2 separate regions of the Mus musculus genome follow, and region 1 is linked to region 2. Evidence: chromatin contacts called from public Hi-C data. All regions are on one chromosome and are shown on one strand. The core of a region is the stretch at or near the end of the contact, and the rest is flanking DNA. Distances in the headings are between cores, read along the strand shown.

Region 1 (6,230 bases), core at 627-3,126, 230 kb before region 2:
TCCATGACCTTGCTTCTTAGAGAAGACTTAAAATAAGGATTTTAAGTCTTATCAATCATGCTTATGCAAAAATCAAATAGATCCCTAAGGATTTCAAACAAGCGTAATGTAATTAACAAGTTTTCTCAAAAAGGATATCTGAATGATAGGACATCAATAATGCTTAAGAGAAATATGTAACAAGACAAAGAACCTTGAGCTAATCTAAGCTTATCAGAGCACTGAGATTTCATTTAGAAACAGGACAAGGAAGCTCTCTTGGTCCCAGTTGCAATGTTAGTTCTATGTAATATGTAACACGTAATGTTGAGGTTTGGTCTTTTGCTATGTATTAGAATTATATTATTATAATGTATTATAATGCTAAATACTGGTCCCTAAGGCCTGGTTGCCCCCAAGGATGAGAAAATCTGCACATAGACTCAAGTGATGCAATGTCACCTTGACCCCTAAGTTACTCCTGATTGGTGAATGAAGATGCCTACAGCCTATAGCTGGGCAGAATTGATATAGGCAGGGCTTGGAGTTCCCAGGCTTGGGATCTGAGGAGACCATGAGAGAGGGAGAGGATGGGAGAAGAAGATGTCATGGGTAGGAGAGTCATGAAAGCATGGCTATGAGGACTGGCCAACTGAAGTTAAGAGCAGTTCAGACGAAACATGGAGAATTATAACTCAGGGTTATTAATGGGGAAATAGATTCTAATAGCTTAGAGGGTGGATATCTGCCCAGCTCTAGTGCTGATTAAGGCTAATAATAATAATAATAATAATTATAAAAGGCAGGGTAGGCCTAGTGGCCAAGTAGGGGCCAAAAGGACAGGAGGATGGTAGAATGTCCTCACACTCCCACATGGCAGGGTTGATCTGCTCTCCTGAGAGGGAGTTCACAGATGTCAGATGGTACTAAGTAAGTTCATGTCAACAAGCATGTCCCCACCGTCTTCTCCTTGTCCAGCACTGTGTGAGTCACCGTGCGGCATGGGAAGGAAGATCCCTGGGGACCTCTGCTAGGCAGATGACACATGTAAGACAGTGATAAAAATGGAAATATCCAAGAGTAGATTCTTTCCAGTCTTGCTTCCTCCCTCATGAGTCACAGAGTATACAAGCCACAAGAACTACACCGCAATAACAACTCTTTACTGCGCATGCACCTCACTCCAGAAGTTCCCCGTACACTCTCTCATTTAAATCTTTGTCAGGTCGGTGGAGCTTCTTGGCTCTGCTTTGCAGACAAGAAGCCTGAGGCAACGTGCAATTGACTAAGCTGGGTTAGCAGATGTAGTCCATCTGGATTCACAAAATTCCCTACTTCTCTGCAACCTTCAGGGCAGCACCCTGATATTCTGAATAAGCTACAACAGTGGGGAGGAGGGGCGGGGCCGAGAGCCGGCTGAAGGAAAGCACAACTCCTCCTGCAAAGGAATCGACATCACCACCACAGGCCAGAGGCTCCTTTCCCACTCGGGCCCACAGCAGTTCCCATCCGTCACTCCGTCTCTTGCACAGAACTGATTAATTTCTGACAAAACCCAAAGTTTTGGGGGGATTCGATTTAAGTTTGATTTATGGCTCAATTTGCCATCCTGAAACAAAACGGAGGAACTGATAAAAATTCTGAAAGCGGGCAACGTTTTGCACTGTTTAAAGCAGGTTTCCCGTAGGGTCAGATGGCTGAGCTGGAGTTGACCATACAGAATGTATTTACAGGCAGGGTCTACCCCAAAGCTGTGCCCCGCGGCTCTCTGGGCTGGCCTGGAGGATCTGGATAGACATGCCTGCCTTTCTGGAACTCCCTACCAGGGTGGAACAAGGCAGATTCGAAGTTGAAATGCTTCTTGTTTGTAAACCTGACAGCGGCTGGCTTGCTCAGGGTTCATGAAAAGCCTTCAGTTTCCACCCTCTAAAGGCACAAACATTCCTCTGTTGTGTTTCAAGGGCAGTTTCTAGGGGAGAGCCTCAAGTAGCAATTTCAATGCTCAAATTAGTATTTTTACTAGTTTTTGAAGACACAAACTTGGCTTTTGGTAACATGTTCCACTATTATCAAGCAATTAGAACCCAAAAGGCTTAAACATCAATATTTGTCCTTTCTGCAGCCTGGCCGACTTCAAAACTCATGGCTTCAGCTCTATGCTTTCACTTTGGACAGCCAGCATCTCTCAGTTTAGCCTACGGGGTCTTCTGGGGTAAAGCTACCTAATGAGGTTTTTCATGTTGCAGAGGATCAGGGTCTTGTGCATACCAGGCAAGGGCTCTACACTGAGCTCCAGCCCCAAGCCATTAGGTTCTGAGGGCTTAAATGAGGCCAAGCTGGCAGGGGTGCGGTGGGGTGGGGTGGGGTGGGGTGGGGGTAGAGGGCGTGTGTGTGTGTGGGGGGGGAAGGTAGGTGGTAGGTGTTTCACACACTACATCTGCTAACAGACACAAACATTCTACTTGTTCAACATTTTAAAGTTGAAGACCTACTAAATGGTAGTTTGGGAGTTTTGAGGACTGCATTTCGGGGATCTACTGACTAAAATGTCAAGGGCCATGGATAGATGTTACATGGCTGGAGAGATCATGTGTACACTTATTTTTTTGACATAGACTTCTCACTGTGCAGCCCACACTGGCCTCAACCTCATGATCCTGCTGCCTCAGCTCTCTAAGTGTGCCCCGCCATGCCTGACTCCCATCTTGTATTCTTTCTTAGCATTTCTGTTGCCATGAAGAGACACCTTGACCATGGCAACTCTTAAAAAGGAAAACATTTCATTGGTGCTGGCTTACAGGCTCAGAGGTTTAGTTTATTGTCATCACTGGTGCGATATCTGGTGGTGTGTAGGCAGACATGGGGCTGAGAGAGCTACATCTTGATCTGTAGGCAGCACAGGCAACTGTGCAACCATACTGGGTAGAGCTTGAGCATAGATGACCTCAAAGCCCTCCTACACAGTGATGACACACTTCCTTCAATAAGGTCACACCTCCTAAGAGTGCCACTTCCTATGGGCCAAGCATTCTAATGAGTCTACAGGGGCCACTCCTATTCAAACCACCACATATTTTTTTAAAATTTAATTTGTAATTTATTTTTTACACCCCATATTCCATTCCCCACCCCTCCCCTCCCACCCTCCAACTGCTCCACATCCCACACCTCCTCCCCACCACACCCCGTCTCCACACGGATGCCCGCACCCTCCACCCCATCTGACCTCTAAACTCCCTGGGGCCTCCAGTCTCTTGAGGGTTAGGTGCATCATCTCTGAATGAACCTAGACCTGGAAGCCCTCTACTGTATGTGTGTTGGGGGCCTCATATCAATCAGGATATGTTAAATCCTGACAAACCTGCAGGTGCGCCCTTGGAGTGTCACAGGCATGTAATCAGTCCTCCAGGTCACCGAGGGCCTCAAGGAGAGACCCAGGTAATTACAAAATTATCATAGTGCAGAAAACAACTGTGTATCTTGGAAGCAGTCTGCATTACCGGCTTGCACGACTTAGCAAACACATGCCCCACTTAAACTGGGGTCCCTTAAGCTCTGCTTCAGTGACAGTTAAGGGATTCTATTTTCCTTCGCCCTGTGGCGAAGAACGTGCGCAGGCAGGCCAGCACATCACTGACCATCTGTCTGCCTACCCATGTTTCACAGGCAGCTGCCCAGGCTTGTGGCTTCCCTATGCAGCCGCGACCACATTCTCAACCGCATACAAGCTTCCTGTTGACCCCAGGGGCTGCAGGGCCACAAAGAAGGGCCAAAAAAGAGAAGACAGCGAACACTGGGAGATTCTTCCTGGCTTTCTAAACACAGTGCACCTTTCCTTCCCACCCCTGCTCCTTGGTGACAGGAGGGCTAGTCTTTTGGAAGGACAGATAATATACATTTAGCTATATGATACCTATCTATCTATCTATCTATCTATCTATCTATCTATCTATCTATCTATCTATCTACCCGAGGAAGATGAAAAGCTAGGGAGAAAAAAATACATGTTTTATTACAAGTGCCAAAAAATGAGGCTAAAACGAGTAGAAGGAGAGAGAAATCAGTGTCTGAGAGTGTGTCACTGCTCAGCAAAGGCTTTGGAGGGCGCTGCACTCTGGGATGAGGAAAGCCCGTGTGCTCCTCTGTACAGTTACAACCTCTGCAAATCCCTCCCTATATCCGTGTTTCAGAATGACAGGCTTCCCCAGGCCTTTCCTAGCTTCTGAACCGCACAGAGCCACACTGCACAGTGACCTCAGGCCACTTAGCCAGACACATCTGTGCTCTTCAGTGGGACAGAACGGCAGGGCCTCTGTGCCATTGTTCTTTCTGTCTGGAGTTTCATACCACTAGTTCATGAAAAGGAAAAAGGCTTACAGGCACCATTCTCTATGGGAGCCCTCCTCTTAAGGGAATCGTGACGTATTTTAAAGTTTGAGTTGAAATCTGTTTATGTAATGGACGGGCGTCTCTCAACACAAGAGGAATCTTTACTGTCTGGTGCAGGTTGTCTCCTGGCAAGTGGAGAAAGAAGGTCTACAGTCTGGAATGCGGGCACCACAGCTCACTGCTCAGCAAGGGCTAACAGGATGATCCCAGTCGCCATGACATTACAGAGTATTAGCTAAACTGCTACACTTCTCTGGGTTTTGTGGTGCTGGGTCCTTGTGCATGCTGGGAAATTATTTTACTTCTGCATGATATGCCTGGCCTAAACTAAACTATATTTTTCAATTCCAAATCTTAAGACTTCTTACATTTTAAAAGACTGGTTAAGCTGGAGCCAGGTGGCAAACACCTTTAACACCTTTAATTCCAGCACTCAAGGCTGGGCGTGGTGGCTCATGCCTTTGTCCCAGTGCTGAGGAGGCAGACCTCTGAAGTGGAGGCCAGCCTGGTTCACACAGTGCTCCAGGGTAAACCTTGCTTGTCTTCTGTGGCTGTTTTGTTGGGCCTGGGAAATGTGGTACGCTCCTACAGTCCTCACTACATGGAAGGTTGAGGAGGGAAGATCACTGAGCCTGTGGATTTAAGACCTGCCCCAGTGGATTGTTGAGATCTGACCCGCCCCGCCCCGCCCCGCCCACTCCCCACCTCCCACCCCCACAGTATAGCTGTAGCCATTTTGTCCCATGCCTGCCACCAGCTATTTCATACTGTTGCTGTAACATGCCTGCCAGTTGCTGACACAGAGAAGTGACCTGACTCAGAGCAGGGTCATGCTGACCACATGCCCTGTTATGTTCTGTATGAGGGTTGTTAATCTTAGGAAATTCCACAAAGCTTTATGTAGGACTCATCAAGTTAAAGGTCAATATGAACTGTTCTGTCTAAAATGGCTTGAGTCAGAGCTGACCACTGGGCAGCACTTCTCGCACCTGTCTATGAGCTCATTGTGTTATTATTATTGTTGTTGTCATTATTATTATTATTTATAAGCTGACAGAAAAAGATGTCTGTTGTCATAGTTTAGATAATTCTGAGTTATGACCCTGGTCTGACCGGTATTAAGGTATGCAGTCAAGAAACTACTCTTGCTTAATTGAGATTGGTATTCCTATTGATTTGTGTGGCGACTCTGGACCCTAACACAATTAGAAGGATGGAAACTGGGACTGTGACCAAATCAGCTGACTGAATCATGAGTCAAAATCATTAGTCAGACCAAGAAGGGGTCTAACTGTCGGTCTGAGAGTCCCACGTGGTATGCAGACATACATGCAGGCAAAACACCCATACATATGAAAATAGGGACAGTGATATTAATATAAGATAAAAATGTTTGCCCTTTGTTAAAGGACGGTAAATTTTTCTGCTCAGTTGGACTATCTTTTAACTTTGTTTAGGTCTATTTTATGTATGGAAATCTTCATTATAGCTAGATATGTAGGTAAAAAAAAAACTGGTTATGCCTAAGAACTCTTTCCTGGTAAGGTAAGAAACTAAATATTCACCTGTACTTTCTTTATTTTCCTTTGTTTGAGACCAAGTCTGACTATAATGCCCAAAGTTCCCTTTCATAGACCAGGCTGGCCATGACCTTTTTATCCTCTTTCCTCACACCTGGAATGCAGGGATTACAGCTGTTACCTACTAGGCCTCACTCATGGTTTCTGTATTTTGAACAGGGAAGCATCACCTCAAATACTAAAAGACACTTAACGGTGGAGTTTAATGGTGGAGTTTAACGGCAGTGATCAGCTCCCTGAACTGAAGAGCAGATCACGGTCTACAGCTCTGATGCCGAATTT
Region 2 (5,749 bases), core at 2,851-5,350:
GTGGCCTAGAAGTGGTCATGAGAAGCCAGCTTCCCAGGGAGAGCCTCTGACTTGCAGCTTTTGCCTCCCGGCCTGATTTAACTCCTCCCACACTGGCTAACTGAAGTTATAGAGCATGTGACAGTCTGCTCTCCAGCGCCACTGCTGAACATTTGGCTCCGGTCCGACTCCATCTGCTGCCTTGCTTGCTCTGGCCCACTCTGTTCCTGCAATACTGACCCCCTTTTTTTTCCTTAAAAAAAAAAATGTTAGCCATGCACCTGCCTCCCGGTTCTTTCTGTTGACACTTTTGTTCGATTGGAATGTTGACTTAGATCTTGAGCGCCCATATAAGAAGTCGGATGTGTATGGCAGGATCCTGTAGTCACCAGTGCTGGGAGGCAGAGACAGGAAGATCCCCCAACTCCCAGCTTAGCCAGGTTTGCCGAATCTGTGAGCCTCAGGTTCAGTGACAGATGGTCTCAGAAAATAAGACAGAGAATGATAGAGGATGATATTCTATGTTGACCTGGTTCCAAACACATGTAGACACGTGTGCACATACATGAACATGTACACATATACATTCACAGAGACACATAAATATTAAAATATTATGTCTTCTCATAACTAATTGCTGCTGCCTTATTTTTAATTTTTTTCTTATTGATTGGGATCCCCCCCCCCCAACATACACAGCCTACACACACACATGCACACAGATACCAATGCATGTGTGGGAAACTGAGGAAAACATTTGGGGGTCAGGCTTCTCCTTCCACCTTGTGGATTTCAGAGACAGGTCTCAGGTGGCTGGACTTAGTGATACAAACTTTCTCTTCTCTCACTGAGCCTTCCCAGCAGCCCCATTTTCCTCCTATTTCTATTTCATTAAGAAGGTAAGCTTCCCCCTGGCTTGGGCTAGGGGTAGTCAATGTTCTGACTGTTATTTGCTCTGCCGGAATTTCTTCACCCGCCCTTCCCCTCCTCCCGTCCTTCTCTGTCCCATTTTTACTCGTGTGGGATTTAGCCTCAGGACCTCCGGCTTGCAGGCTAATGCTCTGCCCGGGCTACATCTCAGCCTGGTCTGCTTGCCTTTTAGGAGAGCCGTTACTTTCTCCAGCAACATTTTAACTAAGATTTGCATTCTTTCTTTCCTCAAAGCTATTTATTGCACACTGAAAAAAAAAAAGAGTTTTTTCTTTATCAAAGCTTAATTTTCTGTTCTGTTACAATTTTCTTCAGAAAGTATCATCTTCTAGAAGTTGCTGCTGGGTCTCCTCCTCCCCACTTTCCCCTCTCCTTTTTCTGCTCTCCATCCCTCAACTAGGCTATTAAAAGTTTCCAGGTCTACATTCTCAGAGAGAGCAAAGGGTGAACTTAGATCCCCGTGCCTGTGTTTGATACCATGAATCAGACAAGCTTATTAAACAGGCAACTGGCCTCATTTATGAAGATGAGAGCTTAAGCTATTCCTGTAGTGCCTTGGTGGCCACTCCTCTGCTGTGCGTTTGGTGAAGGCCCTACTCCCTGCTAGCATCCCAGCATGGGTATCCAGGGTAACATCTACCTGGATGTGCCAGAGGACAAATGGCTGACCTTTCACCATCATTGAGAAGTATGCTACCCACCAACAAAATCCCACTGAAAGCAAGTCTCCAGCTAAGAGCTGTGCTTCCTTCCACCTTGTGTACTTGCCCGCTCTCTCTTTAGATGGTCTGTGCTCTCTTTTTTGTCTGTACTGGATTCTGTATCCCGTGCTGCGGCCTTGTATGTGGACTTTTGTTTTTATTTCATTGGCCGGTTTTTAAAAGCAAGTCTCTGGTTGAGTCTTTGTAATATTACCCACATACATGCATTTTAAAAAATGAAAATACAGTGTATAAATGTACCTTCAGGCTATGAGCATAAAATGCATATGAGACAAATAAATTTTGTGCTTAGAGTTGAGTCTCATCCTTAAGACATTTCATTGTACACAAGCAAAACCATGAAAAATTCAGATTTTTATTCTCCAGCATTTCAGATAAGTAATCCTCAGCCTATATTGCCTACTTTGATCAGTGAATTCCCTTCTGTTGCACATACATTTCCAGTCTTTTGCTGATTATTGCTTTGCTAAGGTGATAATCCTGTGGGTTCATCTTGGCTCACAGTGAATTTTAGGATGTGTTCCTAAACATAGGAGTTAGGAGGGTTACTCTATCTTTACATCTTTGTCAACTTGTGCTACCAAACATTTGGATCTATGACTTATGATGTGAAAAAAGCATATCAATGTAAGTTAAATTTGTGCTTTTTCCATGAGCCACTGCTGCTTTCCCCTCCTCCTCCCTCCTCCTGTGCTGGGGATAACCCCAGGACCTCTCTCCCACCAGGCAGGCATTCCCCCCGTGAGTTACACCAGCCTTAGAGTGTGGTTTCTTAGCAAGCCGATCCCGTAAGAACTTTGTTTCCCATCTTTGCCACTCTGAACACTGTGGTATGCACTTGGCCCATTTCTTTACACATGTTTTCTAATGATGTAACTAGGACACACACACACACACACACACACACACACACACACACACACACACATCACTAAAGAGTTTTTCTAAGGATCTCTTCTGGTTCATATAAGGCCAGAAAATAATTACGCAGGCTTTCTATAGTTATAGGATTTGCAATCTTTGTTTGTTTGTTTGAATTGACACAGGATTTCATGGTAGCCTCAGCTAGCTTTAACTTTGTTGTGCAGTTGAGAATGACCTTGAAGTTCTGGTCCTCCTGCCTCTACCTCCCAAGTGCTGATACTTTGATACTTTGGGGGTGAGCCACCAGACCTGGTTTATGTAGACCTTGGGAACTGAACCTAAGGCTTCATGGATGTTAGGCAGGGTCTTTACCAATCAAGATCCACCTCCAGCCCAGATTTGCTGTACTTTTAAAAGATTCTATCTAAAACATTCTATCATAAAGTGGACCACATTTTGTTTTCAGCACGACTGTGTGATTTTTAGCATAGAATTTCATCGGGGACCTTAGTTTAAATACTTGGAACCAGTGCAAGATTTTAATAGATTAGAAGATAAATGGCGTTGGGAAATTTTACAATTGAGTTTGTAGCTAGGGTTTGAGGAATAAAGGCCATTTTGGTAATGGATTTTTATGTTTAAATTGGATATTTGCTTGGTTGCAAGAGGATTAATTATAAGGATCTTCTCCTCTTGTAGTCTCTCAGCTTGAACAGATAAATATAGAGCGGCAGTGTTTGGAGAGGGAACTGTGTAGAAAATGTGTGGGTAGCTGTTGTAGTTTTGCACAGAAGATAACATCTAGAATAAAGAACAGATGAAAATACTCATTGAGGATTAGTGTTCTTAGAGCATCATCGCATCCAGCCTTCTCCAGGCCTAGCGTGCAGAGCCATTCAGAATCCAGCTCATATGCATGGCGGATGATAGACTCTCCGAGCTCAGCGCCCTTTTCCTTAACAGCCATCTCTCCGCACTTGCCACATCCTTTCCCATTCTTCGGAAGTCACGCATCTCTCTCTCTCTCCACACCCCGACTGCAGACTGTTGTCTTCTCAATCGCCTGCAGATGTGTCATCTTCTTTGTAAACCCTGTGTGACTTCTCTGGCCCAGGTTAGTCCTAATTTTTAGCTTTTGACTCTCATAACACTGATGACGTTGAGTTTCTTTCAACTGGGTCATGGGTATGTGTCTGCATAGTAAAGCACTGTCCTAAGTCCTGGGTTAATGGAGATGAGCGGTGCACACAGCATCCCTGGCTTCACAGTCAGCCACAAATGCAGTAAGTCATAAGGAAGCACCTCATCGTTGAACTGTGTGGGAAAAAGGTGCGAGGGGTGAACCAGAGTTTGTAGTTGCAAACGGCAGGCCCCCCCTGCTTACAGTAAACAGGAAAAAGTGATCTAAAAAGTGTGCTCTGGAGTTCACAGAGAGCTGAGAATCAGTCAGGATCGACGCCAGCGTTCTACCACTGGGCTAAAGTCACTGCAGACCCCACTGCTCTGCGTTCGCACCGGGAACAAGTGTTGGCCCTGCCTTGTCATTACTAAGTGCCACTTGAACCACGAGGACTTCTGCCGCTTTCGCTTTGGGAAGGAGAGCTGGTTTCACTCTGGTCAGCGTGGATTCCATGGCACCACCTCCGTGATGGCATCTGCTTCCTAACCAGAATACCAGAGTGGCAGAACATGGCCATAGAGCTGCCACCCTGTTTGCAAAGAGAGGCTGGGAAAGTCAGCCTTCGATTTCTATCACGGGAGGCAGGCTTTAGAAGATGAGAATTCCTCCCTCCCCCGAAAAAGAGTGTTTAAAAGTCCTAAGCGGTTAAAAACCACGGGGAATTTGGAAGAGTAATTAGAAGATCAGTTTAGATTTGAGTAGTTACAGAAGGGCTGACTGAAGGCTTACCATCCTTTCGAGGACACAGGTAAAGCATATTCCTGCTGAGAGACAAATGAAAAGCCCCTGCCTACAATTTGGGGTAACCGAGGGCGGTCTCGGTGTTATATGGGCTTCCGGTTGAAGGAAGATGTGGTTATGGGTAAGAAGAGGAAGTGTGTGGTGAAGTAACTGGGAGAGACTTTATTTGAACTAAGTCTGAGGTCACTGCTCTTACCCCCTTCCCTCCTCTGAGGTGTACTAGGGATTTTATAAATGAAATCAGTCCTACAAGTTCATTTTGTATTCAGTGTGAGTGTGTGTGTGTGTGTGTGTGTGTGTGTGTGTGTGTGTGTGTGTGTGCATACCTGCCTTGGTGTATATGTGAATACAGGAAAGACACACCTGTATAACTGAAACTCTGTGGGCTCTGAGATGCCATGGGGTGACTAGTGTCATCTGCGCATGGTTCAGGAGACTGGCATGAGGATCTAGCAAAGACAGGAGATATTAGGAAGACAGTGTCTGGTCAGGAGAACGAAGAGATGGGAGAAGGGGATGAAGGGGGATGTCAGTGTCCCATCCTGGTGGACCTTGAGACAATGACTTCTTGATTCTTTGTATCTTGGTAGACCTGAGGATTGTGGTTACAGTTGCTTACAGTATGCCAGGTCTCCCGATGGCTTCAGTGTAGGTACAGCCTGCCGTCTCAAAGGTGAGCTGGTAGTCTTTCCATTTGTACAATGACCTGGGTGTGATGACACATGCCTTTGTTGCAGCGCTGTGGAAGTGGAGGCAGAAGGAGAGAGTTTGAGCCTAGCCTGGAGATATACCTCGGAGACAGATCACGTACCGGGCATCATGCTGTGGTTTGATTCCCCAGCATCGTCACCAAGGACAAAAGAATAATTACATTATATAGTTAAGTGATTAAAAAAATCCCTGCCGTTTTGGTCTTTTTATAAATGAAATCAGTCCTACAAGTTCATTTTGTATTCAGTGTGAGTGTGTGTGTGTGTGTGTGTGTGTGTGTGTGTGTGTGTGTGTGTGTGCATACCTGCCTTGGTGTATATGTGGAGTTCATAAGACACCTGTGGGAGCTGGTTCTCTCCTACCACCATATGGGGCCCATCTTGTCAGGCTTGTCTTGGTGACAAGGGCCTATAATTGCTGAGCTACTACGCCAACCATAATTTGCCTTTGGAAGGCAGAATTTCAACACTGAACAAAGTCGACCCTGCTTCCTGCTAAGTCTTTTCCATTTGTAAAACTTGGCCCCTATAAGGGGAGCACAATCCAGATTTATCTAGTACTCTCCTACCTCAGAATGACATGTGGGCTTTAGATGAGCTAACAGAAGCAAGCGTGGGAGGTT

What was found. Hi-C and Micro-C count contacts between places; a contact is called where the count stands out from the background.
Region 1: a contact with region 2 is called in a Hi-C map of cerebral cortex, with 2.2 times the contacts expected there. The contact joins two enhancer-like sites. A contact is called at or near these places in 7 of 39 promoter capture datasets (the HPC-7 cell line, cranial neural crest, hippocampal neurons and 3 more), 1 of 15 datasets of contacts at CTCF or cohesin (the NIH/3T3 cell line), 6 of 484 Hi-C or Micro-C datasets (cerebellar granule neurons, cerebral cortex, embryonic stem cells and 3 more), 6 of 115 datasets of contacts at active chromatin or transcription factors (the 230-238 cell line, CD8 T cells, T-cell acute lymphoblastic leukemia and 2 more) and 2 of 9 other capture datasets (adipose tissue and embryonic stem cells).

The regions. Positions count from the first base shown.
Region 1 is chr10:59,820,482-59,826,711 of GRCm38.p6, reverse strand. The region is part of intron 8 of Micu1 (mitochondrial calcium uptake 1); the gene reads right to left. Among named protein-coding and RNA genes, the nearest start is that of Gm23803, 5.8 kb to the right of the region's middle. Within about 2 kb of position 1,876, at least 97 of the 459 cell types and tissues checked have an H3K27ac peak or open chromatin away from gene starts, as enhancers often do. A contact at or near this core is called in adipose tissue, bone marrow-derived macrophages and cerebral cortex, where this site is marked.
Region 2 is chr10:59,588,387-59,594,135 of GRCm38.p6, reverse strand. All of the region lies in intron 1 of Mcu (mitochondrial calcium uniporter), which reads left to right. Among named protein-coding and RNA genes, the nearest start is that of Gm40671, 16 kb to the right of the region's middle. Within about 2 kb of position 4,100, at least 130 of the 459 cell types and tissues checked have an H3K27ac peak or open chromatin away from gene starts, as enhancers often do. A contact at or near this core is called in adipose tissue, bone marrow-derived macrophages and cerebral cortex, where this site is marked.